2 separate regions of the Sus scrofa genome follow, and region 1 is linked to region 2. The links are chromatin contacts, called in public HiChIP or PLAC-seq maps. All regions are on one chromosome and are shown on one strand. Each heading gives the region's core, a stretch centred on a gene start, on an enhancer-like site or on the middle of the called end of the contact. The rest is flanking DNA. Distances are from core to core; before and after follow the strand shown.

Region 1 (5,571 bases), core at 413-2,912, 420 kb before region 2:
TTGTGGGTTCGGTCCCTGCCCTTGCTCAGTGGGTTAACGATCCAGCGTTGCCATGAGCTGTGGTGTAGGGCGCAGATCCTGCTCGGATCCAGCGTTGCTGTGGCTCTGGCATAGGCTGGCAGCTACAGCTCCGATTCGACCCCTAGCCTGGGAACTTCCATATGCCGCGTGAGCGGCCCCCCAAAAAAGAAAAAACTGAAACTCAGTAAATGGAAGTGACATGTCTGAACTGTTACACCTAATTTCACCTATTTCCCATCTGTAGGACATTTGAATGCTTTCAAAATTTCAGGGAGTTCCCGTTGTGGCACAGTGGTTAACGAATCCTACTAGAAACCATGAGGTTGCGGGTTCGGTCCCTGCCCTTGCTCAGCAGGTTAACGATCCGGCGTTGCCGTGAGCTGTGGTGTAGGTTGCAGACGCGGCTCGGATCCTGCGTTGCTGTGGCTCTGGTGTAGGCTGGCAGCTACAGCTCTGATTAGACCCCTAGCCTGGGAACCTCCATATGCTGCGGGAGCGGCCCAAGAAATAGCAACAATAACAACAAAAGACAAAAGACCAAAAAAAAAAAAAAATTCACTAATATGTCCAGTGCTGCTTTCAAAATCTTTCACATAGATTATACGCCTTCTGTCCATTTTTTAGATTGTTTCCTTGGGTGCTAGTCCCTCAAATAAGACTAGGTCAAAAGTTTATGACTTCACTTCGTGTTAGGTAGTTTATTTGGCATAACTTTTTAACAATAGGGTTTCCTCTCGGATAACAATCTTTCGCTAAGTGAACTCCCTACACTCGTGGCATACTGTCTGAACACAATACACCAGGCAAGCTACTGTGCTAAATGCTCTGAATTAGCCACGAGCAAACTTGGGTCTGAGACCTTGCTTCCCTACTTATTGGTGGACAAGTCACTTATTCTGAGTCTCCAGTTTCTGTAAAACAGGAATAACATTTACCGCTAAGGTTACCGTGTGGCGCAACTGGCAGCACATTTTACAAGTATTTTACGAACTAGCAAACATCACGTACACGTGAGACATTGACGACGGTGACCCCTACTGGGCCAAGTCCTTGGAACGCTCACTGCTCACGGAAGAGATCATTTACTGAAATTAAAATGCGATATTTTCCCAATTACACTAGCTTCCATTGTTTTCTGTGCTATTTTTGGCGTTTCTGCGTGATTACACCTATAAATACCACTTATTTCTAGAACGGGCCTGTTTTAACTTGAGTTCTACAATATTTCAAATTATAATTCATGGGCATTCAAAATTAGGAAGTACGCCACTAACGAGAAAACTAGCTAAAGCCCTACAATTAGCTTGCGGCGACCGGAGGAGGGCCCACACCGCCCTGGCCTTCGGAAGCCCCGGCCCGCCGACACCCCGCTGCTCCGAGGCCCACCCGCAGCCTCTCTCTGCGCCACGGCACCAGCAGGACCCCAAACCCCGGTGGTCTCACCTAGCCGGAGGGGCCATGCGGGAAGTGCGGCTTCGGCTTCCACGAGGCATCGTAACTGCGCAACGAACGCGAACCTAGAAGACAGAGAAACTCAGAGGAGACCCTGGCGGCTTCTGCAGAGACCGACAGCGGAAGTCGGAAGGCGGGGCCGGCCTCAGCGCGCAACCAATCAGCTCTCAGGCCTTCCGTTCGCCGACGTTTCCGCGGGTTTGAAGGTCACAGGAAGAGTAGGACGTCACGGCGGCGCCTCGTCGTACGCAGTTGACGTAAGGAGCTCGGCGCCCGGGCTTTTTGCGAAATTGTAATAGGATTTGGGTGTTCACAAACCTCGTCCTCGGAGCCTAGTGCGAGTCAGAACCGCTAGCTGTTTGCTTCCTAGGGCGCAAGGACTGCAGCTGATACCTTCAGCCGTTCGCATTATTAACATGGTAGGTCAGCTCTAACCTTGAGAGAGTGAGTCAGAGCTGTGGCATGATTGCCGCTGAACCTTGGGCAAGTTACTTAACTTTTCTCATTAAGTTATTTATTGGGGTAAATATTTTTTGAGGCGCAGTGTGGGCACGTAATAACCGAAATGAAGAAAACGGAGAACTTTAGGGATCGACAGAGCTAAGTTGGTTCTACTTGTTTTTTCTGGATCCAATCAAAAATTCAGACAATAATAATGCCCCACATCTATGTATTTAATAAATGTTCCAACCCCTTCCATATATATTATAGAATTTGTGCCTGTAATTGGGATGGTATTAGTTTACTTATAATTAAACAAGATGTTCTGAATGGTCTACAAGCATTAGCTAGGTTCTGGAGATAATCTAGTTAAATGGAGTTTAAATTCAGGGAGTGAGACACTAATACCTACATAAATTGGATGGTGGAGATAGGAAGCAAAAGCAGGGTAAGGAAGTTAGAAGTTGGAGAGAGCAGGAGCCTTTGAAGAGGTGGTATCTGAACGAAATTTTTGAGTAAGTGGGGAAGCAAGCTTTGTGTTTGTCAAGGGTAAGAGCATTCCTGGCAGAGGGAACAGCAGATCCAAAGCCCTGGAGGATCTGTGCTTCAAGGATACTTGGTGTAAAGTGCTTTTAACAGTACATTTTAGGAGTTCCCTAGTGGCTCAGTTGTAATGAACCCAACTAGTATCCATTAGGATGCAGGTTCAATCCCTGGCCTCACTCAGTGGGTTAAGGATCTGGTGTTGTGTTGCTGTGAGCTGTGGTGTAGGCCCCCAGCTGCAGTTCCAATTGTACCCCAAGCCTGGAAATTTCCATGTGCCACAGTGCGGTCCTAAAAAGAAAAAAAAAAAAAAATTAAAGAAGTTATAATAGGAGTTCCCATAGTGGCGCAGTAGAAATGAATCTGACTAGAACCATGAGATCGCGGGTTTGATCCGTGGCCTCACTCAGTGGTTTAAGGATCCAGCATTGCTGTGAGCTGTGGTGTAGGTTGCAGACTCGGCTCAGATCTGGTGTTTCTGGGGCTGTGGCTGTGGTTGGCAGCTGTAGCTCTGATTAGATCCCTAGCCTGGGAACCTCCATATGCCATGAGTGTGGCACTAAAAAGCAAAAAAAAAAAAAAAAAAAAAAAAAAGTTATAGTACATACATATAATAAAATGTTATGCAGGTATTTAAAATGTTATGAAGGAATCTCTGACATGAGAAGTAGCTTTACATAATATTAAGTGAAGAGCAGGTTACAAAATAGTATACATAGTTTGTATTTTGAGGAGTTCCCTTGTGGCTTAGTGGTTAAGGATCTGGCTTTGTCACTGCCGAGGCTGATTACAGTGGTGGCATGGGTTCAATACTGGCCAGGAACTTCCGCATGTGATGGGCATGGCCAAAAAAAACATAGTAAGACTGGAATTATATACCTCCATATGGTGATGTTATCCATTATTGGATAAGAATTTCTTCCTTTTTTGGGCTTGTCTTTGTTTTCTAATTTCTCTATAGTGAACACACAATAATTAAACCCACAAAGATGATTTAAAATATGTTCTCAAATTCCTTGACAATCCATTCAAAAGGTGGAGTCTAATTCCTCTCCAACCTCTAGAGACCCTAAGCTAGAACCACCCAGCTAAGCCACTCCCAAATTCTTGACCCACAGAAACTAAGATAGTAATCTGTTACACAGCAATAGGTAACTCATACACATAATTTCTACAGTGACCATATTTGAATTTTAAAAACTCTCGTGTCTAAAATGAGTGAAATCGGAGTTCCTGTTACGGCATAGCAGATACAGTGAGTTTGGAGGACCAGAGTATTTTTGAAAGTTGTGAGAAACAAATTTAAGAAAATCTAATAGATGGTTTCTAGCACAATGTAAGGCATTTAAGATTTTTATCCAACAAGGTTAGAGCAGTCATGAGGGTTTTTATGTTACTAAAATGGTCTTCAAGGAGCTCCTGTTGTGGCTCAGTGGGTAAGAAGCCAACATAGTGTCCGTGAGATCCAATCCCCGGCCTTACTCAGTGGGTTAAGTATCCGTTGTTGTTGGAGTTCCCATTGTGGCTCAGTGGTTAACGAATCTGACTAGGAACCATGAGGTTGCAGGTTCAGTCCCTGGCCTTGCTCAGTGGGTTAAGGATCCGGCGTTGCCATGATCTGTGGTGTAGGTCGCAGATGAGGCTCCGATCCCGAGTTGCTGTGGCTGTGGTATAGGCTGGTGGCTACAGCTCCGGTTGGACCCCTAGCCTGAGAACCTCCATATGGCGCGGGAGCGGCCCAAGAAAAGGCAAAAAGACCAAAAAGACCAAAAAAAAAAAAAAAAAAGAATCCATTGTTGTTGCAAGTTGCTGCATAGGTCAAAGATGCAGCTTGGATCCAGTGTTGCTGTGATTGTGGTGTAGGTCCCATCTGGGGCTCTGATTCAACCCGTAGCCTGCCATCTCTCATATGCCACAGGTGTGGCTGTTAAAAAAATGTCTTCAGGAAGATTGATCTAGACAATCTGAGATATAGCAGAGGGAGACTAGGGGTAAGGGAAAAAATCCTGAAGGCTAAGACAGCGGCAAGGAACATTATTACTAATTATTTGAATGCCTGTTATATACCAGCCCCTGAGAGCTCCACATGCATTATTTCACTTATGCCTCACAATAGCTCTTGAAATAGGTCCTGTGTCATCCTTATTTTATAGGTAAGAAAACAAATGCTTAGTTTAAGCAACTTTCCCAAATCCATACAGGCATTTGACTCCAAAGCCAGGACTCCGACACCATATACCACACTGCCTGAATGTCAGAGACACTTTAAAAGAATTAATGGAGTGAAAAAGTTTAAAACTTTGTGACTAAAGAGGAAAATGAGGGATTGTGTTCCATAAACTTAAAAAATAATTACCACTTATTGAGCACTGATTATGTGTAAAGCCCTTAACTATGTCAGACTTTTATATATTTTTACCTATAATCCAGTTGGGCAGGGTAATCCAATAGTATTCCCATTTTACAAATGGAACACCTGAAGCTTGGTGGAACTTGAAAATAGGTGCCACTCAGAAGTTTGCTGGATGCCAGATTAATAAATAGCCATAGCTAGGATTAAACTTCAGGTTTCGGGAGTTCCCACTGTGGCGCAGTAGGATTGGGGGCATCTTGGGAGTGCTGGGACTCAATCTCCCCAGCACAGTGGATCAAGGCTTGGGTGTTGTCACAGCTGCAGTTTAGGCTGCACCTGCAGCTTGGATCTCATTCCTGGCCTGGGAACTCCATATGCCGTGGGATGGCCAAAAATGAAAGAAAAAAAAATTCATGTTGCCCCTTCCAGTACACCACCCTTCTCGCCTAACCAAGGATTCCCCACTGGGTGCAGAGGCCTGACCAAATGCAGACCAAAGAGAAAGGAAAGGGACTTTGCCATACACTGCCTAAGTTTTAACCTGTAACTCTTGTCCTTGGCCAGGGAGTTTGTGGGTGGTTCTGAACCACAGAAGGATGTCCACATATGAAGAAAAGTCAATACTCTTTGAGCGTCTGTTATGCCTGGTCTTCTAACTTGCTGTGTGACCTATGGAAAGTTATTAGAATCACATGCCTCAGAATTCCTTCTGTAAAATGGAGGTAGCATTCACTTCAAAGGATTGTAATTGGGGTCACTAG
Region 2 (4,873 bases), core at 968-3,467:
TGGAGGGAGGGGAATGAGATTAGGGAGGTATGTGCAGATACAACTGTGTTTGTCATATTGTATTTCATGAGCTGGGAAGTGAGTACATGGGTTGTAATTGTTATGGTCTATAACTGTTTATATGTCTAAAGGTTCAAATCAAAATTAAAACCGAAAGAAGGTAATGGGGAAAAGAAGATGGAAGCTTTCGTTCCTGTTTTTCATTTCTTTTATTGTTTTAAATTATTCAATCCACATGCTGAATCAGCACTTTGGAAATCTGTTGCCATTCCGAAGTTCTCTTTTTTGGTGAGATGTGGAGAATAGAATCCATTTGGCTAATCTCAGGACTCAGTGCCTGTAGGAGTATTTTGTTGACTCCTGGAGGAAGAGTAATCCCAGCTGTAAGTGCCAGTGTTCTGAGAGCAGCCCCCACCTCTGCATGGGCACGAGCTACCCATTCCTCTCTCCAAGGTTCACTGACCCTGCTCTGCAGCCCTCCTGTGAACTGGCCTGGAAGTCAGTTCACTGCGGGGTGGGAATCGCTGCTGCCAGCCAAGTGCCCTGCTTTCCCAGAAAGCCTGCTGCAACCCCTTCCTGCTCTCTCAGCAAGTCTTCATTGCAGGCTGCTGCCCTTGGACTTCCCGCCCCCTTAATACACACCATATAAACAGAACCAACTGGGCAACTATATTCCTGAAGGAAATCCTCAGCCAAAATGGAAGATGAAAACTCCAACACATTCAGTAATGTAACACTGATTGTACCTGGATTTCCCTACCTCTTGAGCCTCTGGGGCTCCCGTTCCATTCTCTTTGGACAGCCTCGATTTAAACTGTCATCCTGATAAGCCCTTAGTTCTCTAGTTTCCTCATATGAATTTTTAAAGGAGGAGAGTCCCCCTGGCAGAGTGGACAAATGGAAGAGAACTGGTCCAGGTAACTCCTTATTGCATTACTTAATGGACCAATCCAGGAGCTGTTCAGACTTCCTGTTATAGAAGATAATCAAATTTTCCTATGATATAATCCACCTTTGATTGCAGTTTCTATTACAGCTGGAATCCTAATGATTCTAAGGATGGAAAGAAGAAACTTTGTTATGGATGTTGAGAAAGGCTGGAGCAGGTAGTTACAGATAAGAGATGGCCTCAGGCAGCCTTCTTTAGAGCAGCCCTACTCAAAACGTGGTTCAAGGACCTGCAGCACCCAGGGTTACCTGGGGAGTTCGTTAGGAATGCAAGTTCAAGGGCTTCACCCCAGATGGACCAAGTCAGATTCTCTGGAGTCGGACTGGGAATCTGCATTTTAGCAAGTTCCCCCCCCAGTGATTTTGATGCAACCAAGTTTGGAGAAAACACTCATGGAGGACACTCCTACAGTGGTTTTAATCCTCTAGGTCTCAGCTTCCTTTTCTGTCACAATGTGAGATGCAAATGAAGAACTGGGTGTAAAAATGGTTTGAAAGGGCTCAAACCTTGATTCCTAGGAGAGTCCCTGAGCTGATCCAACTATACCAGGGGTCACAGCATCCAAGGCTGTTGATAGACGTTGGATCAGGCTGGACTCTGCCTCAGCAGCCTGGGAGCGTCTCAAGAGAGGGCCTGTTTCCGTCTGTGTCTCCAGGTGCCAGTGGAAGAACTGACACATTGAGGGTGAGAGTCACTGTCATTCTCAATTGCCTCTAACTTGAGTTTTCTTTTTGGGTCAATCAGGAAAGACTGGAAACTCAGGTTTTGCCCTTGTGGCTAGAGAAGGGCCAGTCCCTGTTGCAGCGCTACCCTTCCTCTCCTACAACCTCAGTGACCTAAGTCGTGCCTCCTCCGTATCCTCCGGGAAGGGATGCCTAGGCTCTCCATTGCGGCGACCTGGTCCTCCCGGATTTGCCTGGCCTTTGACGCCCAAGGATGCACATCACGCGCTGCCCTGGAGACGTAGGAACGACTAAGTCGTGAGCCCTCTCTCCTCGCAAGTTTCTAGGTGTCGACCCCGATGCAGGAGCCACCCTCGGACCCAAGAAGGCCCGGCTTAGAGACGGTGGCCGCGTGCGCGCGCCCCACGCGCCGAGCGAGTGTTCGCGGGTGGGGAGGGCGCGCCCACTGTCCAGAGGGCCAATCAGAACGGGGCAGGCCAGCCAGCCCGGCTCCCAGTGGCCATTCAGGCACGGAGCGAAAGCTCTACTTGCTCTGAGATTGGGCGAGCTTCACGCCAATCAGGGGCGGAACTAGCGGCAGCTCGGCCAATAGTGGGAGGTGGCCGGGTCAGGCCGGTGGCCCTGCGGTCCGCCGGGTGGTCAGCGAGCCCGTTGGCGCTGAGGGAGCGGCCGCCCTCCAGCCCCACCGCGCTGAGCTCTCAGCCCCTCCGGCCCCGCCCACCGGCGCGCCGCGTCATGCCAGGCGCTGCTGGGTGCTAGTGCCTGGGCCACCACCCTCCCGCCCGCCCGAAGCCGCGCCCACTGCCCAGAGCCAGAGGGATGGTGGTAGTCACGGGGCGGGAGCCAGACAACCGTCGTCCGGACGGTGCCATGTCCAGCTCCGACGCCGAAGACGACTTTCTGGAGCCGGCCACCCCTACGGCCACGCAGGCTGGGCACGCACTGCCCCTGCTCCCGCAGGAGGTACCTGGAGGGGGTGGGGGCGCGAGAAGGGGTGCAGAGACAGGAGCCGGTGCCAGACAGAGCTGACCTTGGGATGTGAACAGCGCTGAGGCTGGGGAGGGGGTCAGGCCGAGGGCGGTGCCAGAAGCTGTGCTCCCCTGCCCATCCCACTCCCACCACCCACCGATCCCCCCCTCCCCACGCACCCTCTGTAAAACACGCCAGGTGTGTCTTCCTTGCTCTAGGCAGCACCTGGCCCTCCCATCCCCCTCCTTCCAGGATTCACTCCTTGCAAGCTTGGTACTCCCATCCCTATGGCCCACCCTTACCAACTGGAGGAGGGAAGGAAGGCCATGGGAAGGAGCCCTTGGAACCCCAAGGGATGATAGTGTCTTCCAGAGAATCCAAGAAGAGGCCTTAGTCATTGCCCAAAGCCAGTCTCCAGCTGCCCAGAGAGTGGGCTAAGGGGCAGTGTGCAGATAAGAAGCAGGCCAGTTCATAGCTGTGGCCACACTCACCTGACAACTCCATGGCTTCCCCTCCTAGCTGCTGTGCTGTGATGCATGGTGGCTTCCACTGGTCTTAATGCATGTGACATGATCATATGAACACCTGAAATGACCCTCAAGAGACGAGAAAAGAGGAGGGAAGGTGGGGCCCTGCTGGGCACTGAAGACAGAGACTGGGAGGTAGGGGTTAAGGTAGTGCCAGACATGGGAGCATGTGACGTGGGGAGTCCTGGGCAGATGGCCTGAGCCCCAGAGGGGCTGGGTGGGGCTGGGTGAGGCTCTTGGAAAACTGTAGTGTCCTCTTGGGGTTAGATACTCAAAGCATCATGGGACACTTGTGAAAATGGGCAAAACTCCAGAAGGACTGTTTGTAATTGAAAAAAAAAAAAAAAAGCCATTGGGGACACAGGGTCCAATGTTTCTGTGCATTGTCATTGGTGAAACAGTGTGATTTAAGGGAAGAAAGCTCAGGACCCAGAGACTATAGGCCACACTCCAGTGCTCGCTCTTTTACAGAGTTCATTGCTCCATGTGAGTAATAGAAGTATTATTACCCCCCCAATAATATTTGAGTCCTTGGTATGCACACAGAATAGTCTTGGAGGAGCTAGCTATAGAATAAGCAGAAGGCATTTCCAGTCCTCTGGGTGTGGAAGAGTAACGGTACCTACATTCAGAGAACTGTAAACGCCTGTCTGTTTCATTCATTCATTCACTGATCTAGTGCAAACTGGGGGGTTTTACTGTGAGCCAGGCACTGATCGAGGCCCCGGGGTAACTTTGATGTAGCGTTATTTTTATCCTTCTTTATTTCACAAAGGATTTGAAAGTTAGGAAGAAGGACTGTCTAGACAAATACACAGAGACTTTCATGGAGCCTGGGAGTTGTTGTACTATTGAAAAGTATGCACTGGGATAACATTGTAGTTAATGTGGAGGAGTTTTGGGGGGAAAATTAGAGAGAACCGGCCTCATTTCTTTCAAAACCACAAGCAGTGAAAGAAATTTTAAAAACTAAAAAAAAGTCCTGAGCCTTTTAGGGAGAACGGAGAGCTTCTCCGGGCAAATGCATACCATCGCTCCCTGCCCTTCACCCTCCCCTTGCCTCCTGACCCTTGGCTGGGCTGGGGACAGTTCTCACTCCGCAGATGAAGGAGGGAAGTGGAGAGGTGCAGAGGGCGAGGAGTGGATGGCTGGACTTATTCAGCAAACATCTATGAGCCCTGCTGCGGGTGGCTTCAGGGTCGGCGAACAAGATGCTACCCCTGCCCTTGGGGAGCTTGGGCAGTAATAACCGCCTGGAGCACAAAGTGCCTGTTGTTCTAGGCACTGTTAGGAAGGAGAATGTGGAGACAGGGAAGGCACAATGGCGGGAGTGTTTACTCTGTCTTGGGGCCAGCGAGGGACAATAGAGCAGACATGCTCACAGTGAAGGGGACCTTGAACAGAAGCTCTTAGAACGACCTGTATGGTGCCTTGGTGTGAATTAGCAGAAGGGCACCCAGCTGCGTAGCAGATCTCTCTCATCCACGTGCCCTTGTGCAGTGAACACCACACACCACCGTATGGGGCAATTGCATTTGCTCAATGGACAGAGGGACAGTGGCAAGAGCGTTTGGGACAGAGAAGATGGAGTGAGCAAGGGCACAGCAATGGTAGGTTCAGGAAGTGGAAGGAGGACCAGGAAAGCTTTGAACGCGAGAGCAGAGATAGTAGGATTGGGGTGGAGAGACCTGACTGAAGAGCTGTGGGGAGGGGAGGGGGAGGACTTGGTCACTGATGAGTGTGGA

The links. HiChIP or PLAC-seq counts read pairs in DNA pulled down with a chosen protein or histone mark.
Region 1: a contact with region 2 is called in an H3K27ac HiChIP or PLAC-seq map of alveolar macrophages. The contact joins the promoter of CHCHD2 here to the promoter of KCTD7 in region 2. A contact is called at or near these places in 1 of 47 Hi-C or Micro-C datasets (embryonic fibroblasts) and 1 of 2 datasets of contacts at active chromatin or transcription factors (alveolar macrophages).

What each region holds. Positions count from the first base shown.
Region 1 is chr3:16,808,500-16,814,070 of Sscrofa11.1, reverse strand. It overlaps CHCHD2 (coiled-coil-helix-coiled-coil-helix domain-containing protein 2), which reads right to left and starts at 1,662. Exons shown (of 4, transcript XM_003124448.4): 1 at 1,465-1,662. The coding sequence starts at 1,514. It overlaps LOC102162776 (a long non-coding RNA gene), which reads left to right and starts at 1,756. Exons shown (of 4, transcript XR_001307408.2): 1 at 1,756-1,892.
Region 2 is chr3:16,391,205-16,396,077 of Sscrofa11.1, reverse strand. It overlaps KCTD7 (BTB/POZ domain-containing protein KCTD7), which reads left to right and starts at 2,217. Exons shown (of 4, transcript XM_003354517.4): 1 at 2,217-2,595. The coding sequence starts at 2,452.